Regions from separate parts of the Macaca mulatta genome. Here region 2 is linked to region 1. The links are chromatin contacts, called in public Hi-C maps. All regions are on one chromosome and are shown on one strand. The core of a region is the stretch at or near the end of the contact, and the rest is flanking DNA. Distances in the headings are between cores, read along the strand shown. Region 1 holds the start of STAG1 (STAG1 cohesin complex component). Region 2 holds the start of NCK1 (NCK adaptor protein 1).

The links. A called contact is a pair of places that touch in the nucleus more often than the background predicts.
Region 2: a contact with region 1 is called in a Hi-C map of cortical neurons, with 5 times the contacts expected there. The contact joins the promoter of NCK1 here to the promoter of STAG1 in region 1. A contact is called at or near these places in 5 of 14 Hi-C or Micro-C datasets (blood, cortical neurons, fetal cortex germinal zone and 2 more).

The regions. Positions count from the first base shown.
Region 1 is chr2:39,752,286-39,754,985 of T2T-MMU8v2.0, reverse strand. It overlaps STAG1 (STAG1 cohesin complex component), which reads left to right and starts at 1,268. Exons shown (of 34, transcript XM_077991520.1): 1 at 1,268-1,451.
Region 2 is chr2:39,868,567-39,871,266 of T2T-MMU8v2.0, reverse strand. NCK1 (NCK adaptor protein 1) reads right to left here and starts at 1,275. Exons shown (of 4, transcript NM_001257480.1): 1 at 1,177-1,275.

The sequences.
Region 1 (2,700 bases), core at 19-2,518:
AAGGAGGAGTCCAGTCACGAATTCATATCCAATCTGGACAGTTATGACTTCCTGCAGTGAAAAGCCACACATCTTGCAAACCCTTGAGAGAGAAACCGCAAATAGGGGTAACCTATTGGAGATAGGCCCTGAAGACTATAAAGTAGTTGAGTGATTCTATACTGAGATAGAGTTGGCTATAGCGATAGAGCAGTTAGTCAGATATGGGGCTAATGATCCAGTAGAGTAAGGATTCACTTTTGTGGTAAAAAGTTGTAAGCAGGTGAAAGGTAGGGATCCATAACCATAGAGGGGCAGGTGGAGATCAGGGAAGAGGTGACGTTCAACATAGTTAATTATTTCACCTTAGTGATTATTTCTCTTTTGGCATCTAGAAGGCTAAGATTCTCATGTTTATCTCAGAGCTACTGAAAGTAGTCCTAGGTTGCGGAAGGAGAAATCCAATTTCACAGCTGAGTCTATTTTCTCAGTCTAGTTATATTCTCTTCTCACAAACTAGCCAATGCTGCCGCCTTATGCAAAGCCAGCACCACGGAGAGGATGTGCTTTACAGAGGCAGGATGACGCCAATCGGCCTGGGGCGGGCAGTGTTTCGTCTAGATTAATGGCGAGGGAAGTCCCCAACAGTTCCTTTGAAACCTTTTCACCCTCGCCTGGTGAAAGCGCTTGTCAACTGTAAATCGCAAATATAATGCTAAGCTCTGAGGCCCTTGTTAAATCCAAGTGGGAGCAGAGATCTGAGCTGCCTCACCCTCGGGTTTCCGCAGGGCGTCTCGAGAGCTGTGGGTGGGGGCAGCAGGAGCCGGGCGGGGACAGAGGAAAGCGCCGGCCCTGAGACCTAGGGAGGAGCCTCGGTGAAGGAACCCGGGGTGGGTTCCTGCCTAGGTCTCCAAGAAGCTCCAAAAATGGCGGGCGGCAACTCGGAGAGCCGGACGCGCAGGCGCCACCGTGGCCGTTCTTCCGCCCGCCTCGGGCGGCCCAAGAACAGTCCACAGCGCCCTTATCCAGAAGCCTACGCCGCTCGCGATTGGCTGAACTGCGCGACCGCTCCGTATGGGGGCGGGGCCGCCACGCAGCGGCCACGTTTCCCGCCCCGCTGGTGCGCGTGCGCGCAATCCCCACAGGAAAGCGTTTGCGCGCGCTCCTGCCGCGGCCCCTAGCTCGCGCCTCAGCTCCCTCCCCTTTCCGGGCAGGCCCGTCCCGTCAGCAAGGCAGTGAGCACTGCGGCCAGCAGAGGGCGGTCCGGACCCAAGTCTGCAGCGGCGCCATTGGCGTGTGGAAAATGCCACCAGATGGCGGGTTAGGATTGCAGCTCCGTTGAAGGCGCGGCCCCCGCTCCCGAACCCCCGGCGACCACCCCGTAACAACCCCCCCACATCGGGAATAACACACCGGAGACTTTTGGGGGGAAACTAGGTCGACGGCCGGCGGCGCCCGGATGGGCAGCTGAGGTGAGTGCGGGCGGCGGCGACGGCGGCGGGGGGCGGGAAAGAGGGGGAATGCGGCGGCAGCGGCGCGGGGGCTGGAAGCGCCGATCCAAGATGGAGGCCGGGCGAGAGCGAGAGAGCGCGAGCGGGGAGCGGGCGGGCTGGGCGCGGGCCCCGTGCGGGGGAGGGAGGCCGCGCGGGCCTGTGCGGGGTGCGGCGGTCGTGGGCCGTCCGAGTGCCCGGAGAGGCGTCTGTGGGCGCGGCGGGCACCCCGGCGTCTTCGTCGCTTGCTACCCCTTCCGCGGGCACCGAAAATTTTGCCCCCGCCCGCCCGGGCACTACGGCGACAGGCGCGGAAGCCTTTGTGGCGCGCTTGGGCCCGCCGCCAAGCCCGCCCTCCGCCCCCCCCTCGCCCGGGCTCTCGGGACTCGCCCGCGCCCAGCGGGGCCGGGCCGAGGCGGGCTGGCGCGAATGCCTTCCGCCGCCCGCCGACCTGCGTTTCTGCGGTGTTTTAGCGGCGGCGGCGTCACATGACAACGAGTTCGTCTCAGCGGAGGGGCCTGGGGGTCGCTCGGCGGGTCGGCTGGCCCAGGCTTCTTGTTGGCGGGGTGGGGCAGGGGGGTGTTGGCTGGGGGAGATGGGGTGTCCATGCTGGGCTTTCCAGCTATCTGCCCTCTCAGCCCCCGACGGGGGCCTCCTTGTGAAACGTGTCCAGGCCCAAGCACTACCCCGCTAGTTTGCCAGTCCCCTGAGAGACGAGGCCAATAAAAGTTGTTTTCCCTCCTTTCTCGAGGTGGGGGCGGGGTGGGAAACTAGAGTGCTTAGAGTTGGACCTGAGCCTCGTTTGCAGGGTCCGAACTGGGTGCTTCTTGTGTGGTATGGGTACTAAGAAATTTTCAGGTTTTAGGATTGTCACATCACCCCCATCTACCCATATTTGAAATGTTATCGATTCTCTTCACATTGCAGGGAATCGTGCTCCGGGCGTATAAGTCATGGGATGGTTTCGTACACTTACAAAAAGCAATGCAATTTATGATTAAAAAAAAATTATTTGCTGTTAAAGTTGGTGTTAAGATGGATAGAGTTTTTTTCTCGTGGTTCTGACTAGAAAGACTATTTTGCATCTTTGCAAAAATACACGGGAAATATCTGAATTGGCACAGAGTTGTGTGATTTGTAACTTATGTGGAATTTGAATGTGACTCTACATTTTAGTTTTCCTTGTGCTTTAAGAAAATTGCACGTTCTGATGGTGGAGCATTTACGGAAA
Region 2 (2,700 bases), core at 26-2,525, 120 kb before region 1:
TCACTCCCACAAGAAAATAAAGTGTTTTAAAAAGAAAAGAACGAATATTATTGACAATTACCGAACAAAACTTTCTTCCTAGGTTATTTCTCCGTTTACTGTGTGACCTCGCTGAAGGCTGAGAGTTTAGGCACACTGGTTTCCAGGTGCTCAAGAAATCGTTATAGATGGTTTGTCATAAGTCTAACAAAGTAAGATTTTAAAAATGAGTACCTCTTAGCAACACTTACTTGTTTTGGAGGGACATTGAGCTGCTTTGCTCCCCACCCAAAGAAGGGTTAGGAAATTCTCCTTAACCTCATTCTTTCCTAATTTCTAGGGCTTCTTACCTAATCTAACGTGTATAATTATGATCAGGTGACTCCAAGTTCATCAGTTTGACTCCGAGAGCCTTTCTACGGTTTCTACGTCCTCCCTGAACAAAACTCAGCTTCCTGAGCTTCTAACGGCGAATTTAACTTGCATGTTAATATAGAAGAAAGGTTACAAAACCTATCGAAATGGTTTTTTTTTAACCAAACATATTACAACTCAAGTCAAAAGTTCACAGCCCCAGCAACTCGCGTACGAATCTGAAGCAGGTCCAGACGATTAAAGTCACAGCCCCGGACTAGAAAACGTCAGGCGGGTGGGGGGAGGGGCGAGGGCGCGTCCCGAAGATGTCCACCCGCAGCACCGCGCAGGCTGCCGCCTCCCCTCTTCTCGCGCTGGAGGTGAGAGCGCCCTTCCTCCTACCACGTCCTACCTTCCCGGCCTCGGATTACGCCACAGCTGGCAAAAGGTCTTTTTCAGGAGAAAACAGACAAGTCAGCCAGCGCGCCCCACACTCGACCTCCCAGCCTCGCAGGGGCGGCCGCCCGGGCTCTCACTCCGACGCAGCGCTCCAGGGGCTGACAAGGAGGCCGCAGGGTCGCGCTCCCCGGGGCAACGGCCCGAGGGCCTCGCGGAATCCCGGTGCAGAAGTTCGGACCCTCTGAGCAGCCTCCGCGCCCCCTCCGGCTCAGCTCCGAGCCTGCAGACGGCGCCCCCGGGGCTAACTCAGCCGGGAAGAGGAAGCAACGCAGCGGCTAACAGGCTGTGTGGATGGACAGCCGACTGAAGGGGGGTGGGGGTGTGTCTGCCTGCTAGCAAGGCCGTCTCACCTTCCTGCTGCCGAGCTGGGCAGCTCCAGCTCACCTGAGGAGGGCTCCAGGACGCCACCGCGGCCGCCGTGATGGCCGTAACGGCACGAGGCCTGCGCTCTGCCGCCGACGCGTAGCTCTCGGAGAGGGGCGGGGCACGCGCGGTGGGCAGGCGGATCCGCGCGGGCAGGAAACCCACTCTCGGCCCAATCTGATAGGTTCAGTCGCCCCCTTTCCCGGTCCCTGATGCGACAGCGGTCTGTGCCACACTGGGATTGGGCGGGCCCACATGTCAATCAAGCGCCGTGCGTGGTGTGAAGGGAGCGGAGGCTGCGCCAAGGAGCGAAGCGAGCTAGAGGGTGAGAAGCGCCGGGCCCGACCAGAACCGTCTTCGCTTTTCCCTGTGCGATTGCTCTGGCTGGTTACTTCGAGCCTTCCTTCTCAGCGCCGCAGGAGAGACTCCACAGCAAGAATGACTGTGTCCTGGGTTCAGCGCCCACTCTTCTGGGAGCTTCCCCCGGTTTCTGCACTTGAGGAATGTCTTCCCAGCGAAAGGTTCTTAGGAGCGGGGAGCGACAAAGAAAGACAAAGAAAAGCAGACCTGAAAATTGGGACCTGGGAGAAATGTAAGACGTGCTTAATTTGAGGCACAGACCAAAAGAAGCTGAGGGCCCGCTAAAAGTGTCCTTGTGCTTGGGCAGCTTACTTACATTACATTCTTGGCGGCAGTAGTGTTATGAAGACCACCTTCGGAGCCAGGTCTGCCCATTCTTAGGGCTCCAGCCACTGGCTGAGGTATCAGTAAGTTGGTTCTTCCCCTCGCCGGTACCTGCCTCATTTCTTTTTTTTTGAGACGAGTTTCGCTCTGTCGCGCCTCCGGGTTCGAGATTCTCCTGCCTCAGCCTCCCGAGTAGCTGGGACTACAGGTGTGTACCACCACGCCCATCTTTTTTTTTTTTTTTTTTTAGTAGAGACGGGGTTTCACCATGTTGGCCAGGATGGTCTCGATCTCTTGTCCTCGTGATCCGCCAGCCTTGGCCTCCCAAAGTGCTGGGATTACAGGCGTGAGCCACCACGCTCAGCCGCCTCATTTCTTAACCATCTTTGTGGCTCAGTTTAGAGTCGCTCCTCAGGGAAGTTTGCTGAGTTAGGTACCTTCTTTGGAGCATAGGTATTTTCTCCATCCGAGCTATTGAAATGGTTTGCCTGTATCCCTACCTAGATAGTAAACTCCACTGAATCAGGAACCATGTCTGTTCAGTTTCTCCCTAGGGCCTTGTAGTAGGGTAGATGGTCAGTAAATACTGTTGAAGGCATTAATATTTATTTTAATCCTGGCCCTGGCTATAAGCCTCAAAAGTTTGCAGTTTTCTGCATTTAACTTCAAATTATTTGATTGGTAATGCATGCATGTGGTTAGCCTGTGCTGTAATTTAGATGTTTGTTCCCCTAAACCTCCTGTTGAAACTTGATCCCCAATGTTGGAGGTAGGGACTAATGGGCAGTGTTGGGTCATGGAGGTGGTTCCTTCATGAATAGATTAACGTCCTCCCTGGGAAGGGGGTAACTCTTTATTTCC